4 separate regions of the Zea mays genome follow, and regions 1, 2 and 3 are each linked to region 4. A link is a contact called in public Hi-C data. All regions are on one chromosome and are shown on one strand. The core of a region is the stretch at or near the end of the contact, and the rest is flanking DNA. Distances in the headings are between cores, read along the strand shown.

Evidence for each region. Hi-C and Micro-C count contacts between places; a contact is called where the count stands out from the background.
Region 1: a Hi-C map of tassel shows a contact between it and region 4, with 2.0 times the contacts expected there. The contact joins the promoter of LOC100283282 here to the promoter of LOC100194386 in region 4. A contact is called at or near these places in 2 of 25 Hi-C or Micro-C datasets (leaf and tassel).
Region 2: a contact with region 4 is called in a Hi-C map of tassel, with 4 times the contacts expected there. The contact joins the promoter of LOC103627405 here to the promoter of LOC100194386 in region 4. A contact is called at or near these places in 4 of 25 Hi-C or Micro-C datasets (bundle sheath, leaf, seedling and 1 more).
Region 3: a contact with region 4 is called in a Hi-C map of leaf, with 10 times the contacts expected there. The contact joins the promoter of LOC103627401 here to the promoter of LOC100194386 in region 4. A contact is called at or near these places in 4 of 25 Hi-C or Micro-C datasets (ear, leaf, leaf mesophyll and 1 more).

The regions. Positions count from the first base shown.
Region 1 is chr5:187,872,891-187,875,761 of Zm-B73-REFERENCE-NAM-5.0, forward strand. It overlaps LOC100283282 (adenine phosphoribosyltransferase 2), which reads left to right and starts at 1,417. Exons shown (of 7, transcript NM_001156184.2): 1 at 1,417-1,658; 2 at 1,787-1,897. The coding sequence starts at 1,475.
Region 2 is chr5:187,689,301-187,692,174 of Zm-B73-REFERENCE-NAM-5.0, forward strand. It overlaps LOC103627405 (BTB/POZ domain-containing protein At2g24240), which reads right to left and starts at 1,345. Exons shown (of 1, transcript XM_008647697.3): 1 at 1-1,345. The coding sequence starts at 1,151.
Region 3 is chr5:187,071,932-187,074,864 of Zm-B73-REFERENCE-NAM-5.0, forward strand. LOC103627401 (la protein 1) reads right to left here and starts at 1,581. Exons shown (of 10, transcript XM_008647691.2): 1 at 1,349-1,581; 2 at 1,172-1,250; 3 at 931-1,083; 4 at 358-500. The coding sequence starts at 1,408.
Region 4 is chr5:187,373,098-187,375,958 of Zm-B73-REFERENCE-NAM-5.0, forward strand. LOC100194386 reads right to left here and starts at 1,308. Exons shown (of 2, transcript NM_001139418.1): 1 at 577-1,308. The coding sequence starts at 1,014.

The sequences.
Region 1 (2,871 bases), core at 167-2,666, 500 kb after region 4:
GGACGTACTACCGGAGCAGTTCCTGGATCGATCACTGACGCGATCGCGTCCTCCTGGTAAGGGCAACCGCACTTGCAAAATGCCAGTAACATGGCTCCCCCCCCCCCCCCCCCCACACACACACACCACCTGGGCCCTGGCTACTACCTCCATCGATACTGTAGCGGACTAGCGGCTGCTCCCAGCCACAGGGCGGTACTGATGAATAGTAAACAACAACTGTCTGGAAAACAGTAACGTGGCAACGATGCCAGCGCGAGCGCGTGGCCTTTCATCGCATCCCCTGCGACTACTCCAAACTGTATAATCACGAAGTTGGCGCCGGCGTCGGAGATCAGAATTCAGAAATCACCCTTGGGCCTTGACCGGGATAAAAACGTCGAGAAGCGTTTTTCTCACTGATCGAGGAGTTTGGCGACGATGGATCATCTCTTCCGGCGGGTTCTGTCCGTCCTTTCCAGATCGCAAATATTTCCCGCGCCGCACCGCACTGCACTGCGCCGGGGGCTCCTCGTCTTGGCCTCCCTCGAGGACGAGCAGTGGTGGCACGGCAGCCCACAGCACGCATAGCCCCCGTACGACTATGCGCTAGTACGTGCATAGGCATAGGCATAGCCGCATAGGCACACAATCTCTCTCTCTCTATATATCTCGGTGTGTGCGCTGTGCCCCTACTACTTGTACAGTTGTAGTACGTGACAAATGTGAGCCAGGGAGGGTTACTGGGGGCGTGCCTCTTTCTCTTTTCGTGAAAAGCTTCGCGCCCTGGCCCCAGTATTGATGAGCAGCGCGCCTAGGCCTAGCCGTTTCAGAGAGGAAAAGGGAAAGAAAACGGGGAGCGCGTTTCGTTTACTTAACAGTGGCCTAGTAGGGCGCAGCCGCTGCTCCACTTGGGGCTAGCCTAGGCAGTAGCCACCGGACCGCACCGCACCGCACGGCGTCCGGATTTGAAGCGCTTGTGTGGGTACACACCCTCCACTCCACCACGGCTCGTCGGGTTGGGCCTGCCTGCCTGCCTGCCGTGCAGTGCCGCGCCGCGCCGGTGTCCTACTAGATTAGCAGTACCACGGCGTCACCACCACTGCACTTATGTCACCCAACCCAACCCAACCCACCCGGCCAGCCCCCCGTTACTTCGTCCCAGGTTTTCGGCATGACCGTGCCGCCGTACTGCTTGATCGCCGTGTCCGCAGCCCGTTGGCCGCGTGGACGGTAACGTCTGCCCCGGTTTAATTTCTCCCGTCCCGATCCGGCAACCCGAGGCCCGGGCTGGTGCTTCTCACTAGTCAGTACTCAGTAGTAGTAGTAGTCACTCCATTCCCCCCACCCGGCTAGTAGCCCTGCTCTGCTCTCTGCCTCGGCTATATATATACGCCGCGGGCGCACCGGTCCAGCAAGCAACAATAAAGGGCGGTGTCGAAGAGGAGCTTGGAGCTTGGACCGACCCGAGCCCCATCGAGCGAGAGAGGAAATAATGGGTGAAGAGGCCAGCTGCAACGCTGCCAGCGCGATGGAGGCCGCCACCAACGCCAGGCCGGCCAAGGAGAACGGACGCGCGCCGGCTGTGGCGGAGGTAGTGGCCCAGGAGGCGGCCGCTGACCCCCGGCTGCAGGGCATCTCCGACGCCATCCGCGTCGTGCCGCACTTCCCCAAGCACGGTACTACGCCTTTCTTCACTCACTCGCTCACTCCTCTCCACACGCCTTCTGCTGCCAATTGTGCCGCCCGCCAGTAACGCCTTCCTTGCTCTGCATGCGCCGTCGTTGGGGGCCACGGGACGCTGCAGGCATCATGTTCAACGACATCACCACGCTGCTGCTGCGCCCCAGGGTGTTCAAGGACGCCGTCGACCTGTTCGTCGAGCGCTACCGCGGGATGCGCATCGACGCCGTCGCCGGTACGTAACCAGCACAGCCCGACGGACACCGCACCTCCCCTGGCCTCGCCTCGATTCGTCTCTTCCGGCCGGTCGACTCGACGACCAGTATCCGGCGGCGGTGCCTGAAGCGGCACGTCGCTGTCGCGCTGAGCTGTTGTGGGCAGAGTTCTGAGATTCCGTAAAATCTCTGGGGGAGATCTCCCTCGGTCCTTTTTGCGCCCCCCGCGCTTTTGTCGTTGCCGGCGTCCGTCCCGCCTTTTTCTCGCTCGCGCTCGCGTTGCAGCTCGGGCCTGCTTTCTTTCCTCGGGAGGATCATATCATAATAATCCTCCCACGCCACTGTTGCTGGATTTGCGTTTCGCCCAGCTCCGCCCCGCCTGCCATATCCATCCGGCGCCAGGTGTGCAAGGCAGATCCTACTAAAAGGCTGCAGAGACCGATAATAAATGCGCGAGATCGCGCTGGACCGCCGCTGACAGCCGGGCCCGTCTCCTCCCCGGCCGTGTGCATGTGCCGTGGCCGTGGCGCATGGAACGGCGTGTGGTTAACCTCGTCTGCCGGTGTGGGTTGAGTGCACGCTTGGCGCTGCCACTGCCAGACAGCCAGTAGACATTGAACCGGCGAACCCGCCATGCACGCAGCACAGGGCCACAGGGCGTGCATGCGCTCGTGGCAGAATGTTTGGCGCAGCGTCCTTCCCCTCCCTCCCTCCGTCCGTCCGTCTGTCTAGGCACATGACCTGGGCGCGCCTTTCCAGGCTTTCCCGCCGCGGCCGCGTCCGGAATCTGCCGCATCCAGTAGCGTATCGGGGCGGGGGTGGCAGTGGCAGGCACACCGCACACGTATAGAAGGAGGCCTGCTACGGGCACAGATCCGGTCCCGCGGCAGGGACCAATGGCAATGGGGGGGTCAAGGCCGCGGCAGCATGCCGCAGCGTCCGGCGTGGCCCCGCGCGATCGGACGGCTGCGGCAGCCGGCGCACGTGATCGAGC
Region 2 (2,874 bases), core at 95-2,594, 320 kb after region 4:
ACCGACCTCCCGTCCTCCATCGCGACGGCGTGTACCGCGTGCTTGTCCTCGAGCGACGCCGGCGTGCCGACGTCGGACCACGACCAGACGACGCTCCTGTCCCTGAAGTCGAGCAGGCTGATGGAGGAGGAGTCGGCCCGCGGGAACATCGTGGCCACCATGAGCGCGCCGGTGCCGTCCAGCCACTGGAGCCTGTCGGCGTCGCCTAGCGCGCAGCCGGGCGGCTCGTAGAAGAAGTCGGCCTGCTCGCCCGTGTTGCGGTCCCAGACGCCGACGCCGTACTCGTTGAGCCGGCCCTTGCAGCTCGCGAAGACGGCGCACCCTGACCCTCCTCCCCCGTCGAAGGCCAGGGCGCCGGCGGTGAACGACCGAGGCTGGCGGGCGTGCGCGACGCGGAAGCGGTGGCGCAGGCCGCCCGTGAGCGCGGAGAAGGCGGCCACGCCGCCGTCGTGGCCGTCGCGGCGGCCGGGCCGCTCCCGCGCGGCGACCAGGAGCGTGGCGGCGTCCAGGTACGCCGCGTCGTTGACCGGCGCGTGGGCGAGGCACACGGGGCGGCGCTCCTCGAGCATCCAGTTGTAGACGCGCACGGCGCCGCCGTGCGCGACGCAGCAGCCGCCGTCGGGCGCGGCGCGGACGGCCGTGCCGTCCCCCGGCGCGCGCCCGGGCACGGACGCCGCCAGGCGGACGCGGTCGCCGTCCAGCTCCCCGAGGCGCGCGGCGCGGACGCGGTCCAGGAGGCCGTAGTAGAGCGCCTCGCGGTAGAGCGTCGCCTCGGGGACGCCCGGCGGCACGTGGAGCGCCCCCGTGCGGAGGAGGTCCAGCAGCACCGCGAAGCACGCCGGGTCGCGGTCGATGAAGTACTCGGCCGCGCCGTCGGGGCACGCGTTCCAGGAGGCGTCCACCATGGCGCCGAGCATGGTGTCCCGCCCCGCGCTGGAGAGCGTGGCGGCCGTCGTCTCGAACACCCGCCCGCCGACGTTGATGCGCACGCGCCCGCGGCACGCCGCGGGAGTGCACATGGCCGATGGATCGCAAAAGGAGCCGCTGTCGCAGGTTATAGTTGGTGCGCACGGCCGTTTTGAATCGTGGGGGATGAGACGGGCAGGAGGACCCGGGTCGCGGAGCTGGCGTATATAACGGCGCGGCAGCATCGTGCGGAGCTGACGTGCCGGCTGGGCTGGGACGGAGAAAAGGAGGCGCGGGCGCGGCAGTGGGCAACGGCAGGTCGGCCAGGTCCAAGAACCTAGAGGATTTGGTCGTCTCGCGCACGACGTCACTGCGCACACGTCCACACCCCGGCGGTTGTTGCGTTGACGCGAGACGGGAGTGGGACAGGGAGGGTATGTTTGGTTGCCTGGCCCAACGCACGACCAGGCCCATTTGAAACAATCACGTCATGTTTGGTATCCTGGCCCAGCTTGGAGGCCTGGCTGAGGCGAGCCACATCTAACTTCGTGGCCAGACCCAATTGAAACGTAGCTAACTTTCTTCGCGTATCAGCCTGGCCCGTGCTCGCCCACTGCGCTAGGGTTCACTTGCCTCTCGAGTTCACTCGCAGCCGCAGCCGCCGCGGCTCTCGCCTCTCCGGTTCACTCGCAGTCGCCATCGCGGAGGCGTTCCAGAGCGGCGGCCACCATCGCCGGCACCTCCACGTGGTCGACCTCGACGTGTCGTACGACTTCCAGTGGCCCTCCTTGATCTAGTCCCTGTCGGCCGCCGCCGCGAGCACGAGCGCGAGAACGAGCAGCGCATAACACGACGGCGACGGCGACGAGCCAGTTTCCCTGCGAATCACCGGCTCCGGCACGAGCCACGACGAGCTGCGGCGAACCAAGGCGCGGCTGGCGCGGCTGCTGCTTCCACCTTTCACGGCCAGTCTCCGGTACTTCTCCGTGGTGTTCGACTCGCTGCACAAGTGCCTCCCCGCCGACAGCGCCGAGAGGATCGCCATCGAGAGCGGCCACCTGGGCGTGGAGATCAGCGACGGGTTGGGTTTTGGTTTGTTAATTAGTTTTTTTATGCTTCTTTAATTTCTTCTTTGATTGATTACATATATAGATTGATTGATTACATATATAGATATATACACCCATGTAAAGTAGATGTCAAACCAGTTATTGCACACGATTGATACGAAGTAGTCCCAAGAGTCGTTTCAAAATTTCACAATCTAAATTATCATTTGGAGAGTCATTTTTCCATAAAATACCACTATCTATATATTTTCAATCTTCAAAAGTCTTTTTATATTTTAGAGAGTCAATCACGTTTTTATATCTTATTTATATTTTAGAGAGCCACATCTGTATCAAATTACTCTCATGAGTTTCTGTTTATGTTTGTTGGTCTAGATACTCTCATGATTTCTAAGGCAATTTTGTTTCTGTCACAAACTAGATATGCATGAGAAACTGGATCTGGATATGGAATTACAAATTGTTTCTGGCAGATTCTATTTATGTTTGTTGGTCTGCCAACAAATTGTTTATGTTGCTACTATAGTTCATATGATTGTAATTCAAATGATTGGATATTCACAAATTGTTGGTCTGCCAACAGTTTCTGTTTATGTTTACAGTTTCTGTTTATAGTTTCTGTCATCAGTACCAAACAATGTGTTTATAGTATCAACTGATTGGATATTCAAATGATTGGATGATTGCAATTAGTTACATTTATGGGTCAAAATCATATTTTTAGTTCAAATCTGCTGTAATTTGTTTAATAGCACTTAAATTTTTTTAATTTGGCGGGAGCTGCATTTTACACATTAAAACTGGTGGCAACCCAATTAGGCTAAGCTAAAAAAAATGCGAACCAAACAATGTATCATATGGGCCTGGTTCATTTTGACCAGGCAACCAAACATTTTAG
Region 3 (2,933 bases), core at 331-2,830, 300 kb before region 4:
AAAATGAATGAAATATATGCAGTTCATTATTATATACTCCCTCCGTTCTTAAATATATGACGCCATTGAATTTTTTGAAAACTTTGACCACTCGTCTTATTCAAAATATTTATTCAAGAATGTAAAATTTCGAGTCATGATCAAACAACCTCAAGTGATAAAACAAATCATAACAAAGTAAATGATAATTCACATTTTTTTCTGAATAAGACGAGTAGTCAAAGTTTTCAAACAAAAAGTCAACAGCGTCATATATTTAAGAACGGAGGTAGTATCAGATTTCTATTTCAATCCATTTCGTAACCAGCCAGTAGCACATTAACTATAGTATTTGAAAGAAAAATAGATACAACATACCTTTGCATAATTTGTGAAAAAAGATTGGACGTCTTCCTGCTTTACATTGCAAGGCAGCGGAGATACAGCAATAGTCCTAGAGTCTACTTGTTCTATGATCTCATCTGGCTTCAAGAGTTCACTAGCTCTACCAATCTTCTTTCCTGCAATCGAAGTACAGTAGAAGTGAACCAACTCAGATTCATTCCAACCCACCTCTTAAATCAACTATTCGTTATAAGAACTATGACTCTTGACTTACAATAGAAGTTCGTAATAAAAATTGCTTCCCAGTAAAGTATTGATAAAGGAGAGACCGAGAGATCCAAATCAAGTGCAAGCCAAGGCAAGGCAACATATTAACATCTGCTGGTCGTACATACGAGTGCTAGACACAACTTGTTCACAATTTAAGCCCAAGGGATCTAGATTTGTAGCTATTTTTAATGTAGAATAGGACAATCTAAAATGTCAACTAAATTGAGAGACATAGAAATATCTGAAACAAAGCTCGGGTTGTCACGTGTTCAGCACGTGACACAACTAAACCAAAGTTCCTGAAAAAAGGTGAGGGAAGGGCAGGAATTGGCTTACCATCCTCCGATACGCGGAGGGCAGGAGAAGGCCGGAGCACCTCAGCAACCGCAAGCACGGTCTCCTCCGGCACAGTCTCGGGCTTGACATCTGCGTCCAGCCCCAGGTGGGACTTCATCCGCGAGAAGGAGCATATCAAGGGCAAGCTCACCACTGCGGCACAAAACAACAGAGAATTCAGCAGCTCGCCCACGGAAACAAACAAACCGAACAGCAGGGAGATGGGGCGGTTGGGCATTACATCCGTCATCGCTCTGCTCGACCGTCTCCCGCAGGAACTTATCGCGGGGGAGGTTGCTGTCGCTGAAGTAGAACTCGACCTGGGGCAACCGAATCAGATACGTACTTTTCAGAGGAATCGCATGGTGGCGGAAAAAAAAAGCTGCGCATCTGGAGCAACGAGGCGGGGATCGCGAACCTGGCGAAGGACTTTCTTCGCCTTGCCCTCGTCGAGCGGCGCGGCGGCGGGAGCGGCCATGGATTTCTGGCCTCCGATCGCGATCGAGCTGGACTGCTGGAGACTGGAGAGGAACCGCTGCTAGGGTTTAGTCGGGAGGTTTTAGCAGCAGCGCTGGCGCGGGTGAAGGAGCGGCGGCGGCGGCTTTCTCCGTGTAGTTTTCTACCGGCCCGGCCCATAACTCCTTCCAAAACGGCCTGCTTTCTATGGGGCCGATCTCGGAGGTACTTGGGCTGCGAGAGGCCTCCCTCCACGCAAAGAATATTGTTTTTTCATTCAATTCAGCAGAGCCGTGGCTGCATTTTGAACAACTGAAGCAGACAAAGACAAGGTGACAAGCAGTCGCAGTCGCCGACGTGAACGTGCCAAATCGGGTATTCGTGCGGTCCGGATAAAAGATACGGCCTCCACTTTGCTCACTCGCTCTGCGTCTGACCTCCGAGCCGGTCAGTCTTATCATCAGCTATCTTGATTTCTGATAGGAACTGCGTTTGGGGCGTTCTTTCCCTGAACAGATAAAAACCGGGTAGCTTTCAGATAAGCATGTCTCTTTTTTTGTGTCTGGTGCCGGCATACGCGTACTCGATCGGAGCCGATAGCTGTTTATTATTGGTTTCTGGATCAGCCGATTCTTCAGCTTGCTCATGTCTTCCATCTCAGCACTCAACAGTCGTTATCGGATCAGTGGTACGCCTAACTGTCCCCTTTGTTAGACATGGTACGGTTGATACCGGAATTTCTAGTAGCTTAAAGAACCATCCAGTCGAAACTGGGAGTTGCAAAGTTGGCAATGGATAGTAAGAGAGAGGAGTAAACTAGAACCTGTCTTGGTTGTTCCCGTTTGTTGGCGTGAGCAGTGGTCATCACCATTGTTACTGTAGCCACTACTCATACATTCGAGTTCTAACTAAAGAGTAGAAGTGGTATCAACACCACCGCTCATACATTCGTTCTGAATGAAGAGTAAAAGCAGCACCGTGACATTAATTTTCTATTACTTGCGTGGATTGTTAGCCTCGTGTGCTACTAGAGCACAAAAGCAAAGGCGTGCTTGTACTTGCTAACAATGGCACACTTGCGTCTCGTGGCAAACCTATTTTATGTGACGCAAGCTATGCTTGTATCTGTGCTGGTGGGTAGTGGGAGCGGCACACAGAAGCACGCACTTGCGGTTCAGGCGACCATTTTAAAGCACCTTTTTTTTTATCGGTGTGGAAGAGAAAGAGACGGACAGACAGCAGCAGGCAGATAGATGCCCAAGGATCCAGATCTCGCTCGTGAATTGCCCGGCGCCCGGCGGGGAGGGCCACCGGCTGACCTGTCAACCCCGTATCCGCAGGGGATAGCGCGATCGTCCCGGCGCCCAACCGGGACGCGCCACTTGGGCCGACCGGGACGCGCTTGGGCTACGTGTGAAGGAGACGCTTGGGCCGGCCGGGGCCGGGCGCTGTCAGTGTCACCGTCGCGGTCGTATCCGGCGTCCGTCGGACCTCCGTGTCGTGTCGCACTGCAGACACAGCGGCGTAACAAGTAATTGTGCTTCCCG
Region 4 (2,861 bases), core at 58-2,557:
ATATTTGGAGGAGTGATATTTGGAGCAGAGAGCGTTTTGTATTCGAAACACGATGCACACACCGATTGGTGCAAAACATCGAACCCCTTGACAGATTACTAGATTAGCTTAATACTATGGCACGGCACGTCGGCACGCACTATTGAACGCTCATTTGACTACAGGTACGATTTCTTTATAGAGCACTGCTAGCTACATGAATGACGGAGTCCTTTGCAGGTTTTTTTTTTGGCCACATCTTTCATTCATAAATGTAAGAAGATCTGGAGATCGTCCTCCACACCTCGGCTAGTCAGCTGAACAACGGATGCAGGCCTGACAGGTTGTCTCCACGCGCATCGATCCGCGTCGGCGCCAGCCCATGTATACTATACACACGCCGCACATGCACCCAACAATTGTGACGAGTCTACCTACGTTGACCCAGACGTTGTGCGCTGGCGGCGACTCAGATAACCGAAGCCCACCACTTTGTTTCAACCCTTCCCCGACCCCGATCAAATCGTCAAAACTCTAGTGAAATGCAGAGAACTGAAGCCCGAAGATGTTAGGTGGGGATGGATCGATTTTCCTCACCTGGAGCACGAGCAGCGGGAAGGAGGAGATGTCGTCCGTGAAGTCGACGGTGGGGATGAGGCGCTTGAGCTCCATGGTGGGCGCGAAGTCGCCGAAGTAGTCGATGGTGGCGTCGGGCGCGTCCGCCTCCTGGAACAGCACCCCGCCCGCGTTGCAGTCGATCTCGACGCGGCCGTCCTCGTCGCGCGCCAGCCGGCCGGCCATCGGGTAGAAGGGCACGAGCGCCTCGGCCAGCGCGCGCCGCATCCGCGCCCCGTCGAAGAAGCTCCCGTCCGCGCCCGCCAGGTCGTTCCCGTCCGCGTCCTCGCGGCGGAAGAAGTAGACGCTGGGCGTGTGGAACCGCGGCACCACCAGGTCGGGCCCCGAGTTCCAGAGCCGGCGGCGCGGCGTCTCCGCCGCCGGGTACACCATCTCCGACCCCCGCACCGTGATCTTCATCTGCACGCGACGCGACACACCGCGTTATCGTTCGTACGCAACCGGATTGATTGATTGATCCTCCCACTCCGACCTACCGGAGCGCCTCGTGATCGAGAAAGCCCAAATCCTGCGGGCGGGAAGGAGTTGAAGGAAAGGCGAGCAGGCGAGGCCAGTAACCAACCTTGCGCGAGCGATGGAGGAGCACGGCGGATCTGGGACGGACGCGAGCTCAACGTGGCGGTGGCGCACGACGCGGTGAAAAGGCAGGTAGCGTTAGGTAGTGGACTAGTGCCTAGTGGTGTGGGGTACAGCTCTTGGTGGAGAGCTGGTGAGCTAGCGGGGGGCGGAGCGCCTTTTATAGCCAGGCTGCCGTGCGCGCGCCCCTTCGTGGTCGTCCCCCGTGAATCTGCCCGAGTCTCGGGTTGGGGTTTTTTTTGGATGAAGAAAAGAAAAATGCTGGGCGTTTGGTGGGATGGATGACCAGCGGAAAGCAACAGCGGATGGTGGGGGCTGGGGGGTGGAGTTGATGGGGGGTTGCCGGTTGGATTTTGTCAGCCCAAGGCAAGCTAGGAGGCGTGGCGTGGCGTTCTGTGCTGGTGTTCGGACCCTGGGTGGACCGCGTCCACCCCACCGGACGCTGGGACGCGGGAGCCGGTGCTGGTGATCTGATCTGCTCCGATCCGATGAGGTCCGCGCCGCATCAGCAGTGACAGAAGAATGCACGATGGTGGCCTGGGGGGGGGGGGGGGAGGGCACGCAGCACTTGGAAGGCCGACCGCGCGCGCCGCGTCTCGGCTGTCGCATGTCGGCTCGAGCGCGCGCGCAGCACTTGGAATGCTCTGTCTATGCAGCGATCAGCAGCGGCGACGCCGTCCAGGTGAGCACTGACCGCTTCAATGGCGTGGTTTTATATGCATGCACCTGACCTCAGGCGTTTGTTTCGATTTAGATGCCGAGGTGGTGGGTTAGACTTGGTACCCTGGCCCTCGGCAGCGGTGGTCTTCTCAGGTTTTACTCGGTTTTAACAGTGCAGTATGTTAAATTCTTTGGTGATTAATATCGATTTCTAAGTCCCTAGAATACCAATTTATGTCTAAAATACCTCGATGATGAGTAGATCTATTCTACTGAGGGGTAAATATATACATACTGTCGTTGTTGTTCCTAACCATCATTGCGGCGGCGTCTTGCAGCGAAGACCCGCCTCCTCCTTCTTGATCTCCCTACGAGTGTCGAGGAGATTGGTTTTCATCGTTGATCGACGGTGGATCGGCTCCTCCAATGTTGTCTGCAGGGGAACTTCAGATCTCGATGGGATAACGAGGATCTGAGACATAGTTACAGCGATTTCAGTCACTCCGAGCGCCTAGGGGATCGGTTCCTCTTAAGGTGTCGATTAGGGTTTTGTGGTGGAGCGATTAGCGTTGGCTAAACCAGTCGGCCCCCTTAATCTATTTATATGGCGTCGTATGACCGAGGGCTGCAACCAACGGTTAGGATAGCCCCCGATCAAGGACGCGGTTAGACGATTAAGATTAACTCTACCTCAGTTACTGTTTGTAGAGGATACATCCTAACATAGTACTCCAGCGAGGCTCGATGGCTGCCACCACTTGTCATGCATGATTTCGTCCATGGCTGGACCAGTTGGCCCTTTTCGTAGCTTCTGCTAGTTTGCGTACTTGCGTGCGCCGGCCGGTGGTGCGCCCACGTCGCAATTCGGCCGCCAGCTCGCTCGCGCCTCCCCCGCGTCCGGGCCTCTCATCAGGCGTACTGTATGTGTCACTTCACTTGTCAGGCCTCTCAGGTCCCAAGCCCCAACCAACCAGCATCCTTCTCCCTCATGTTTGCTGCCGCCGCCGCTG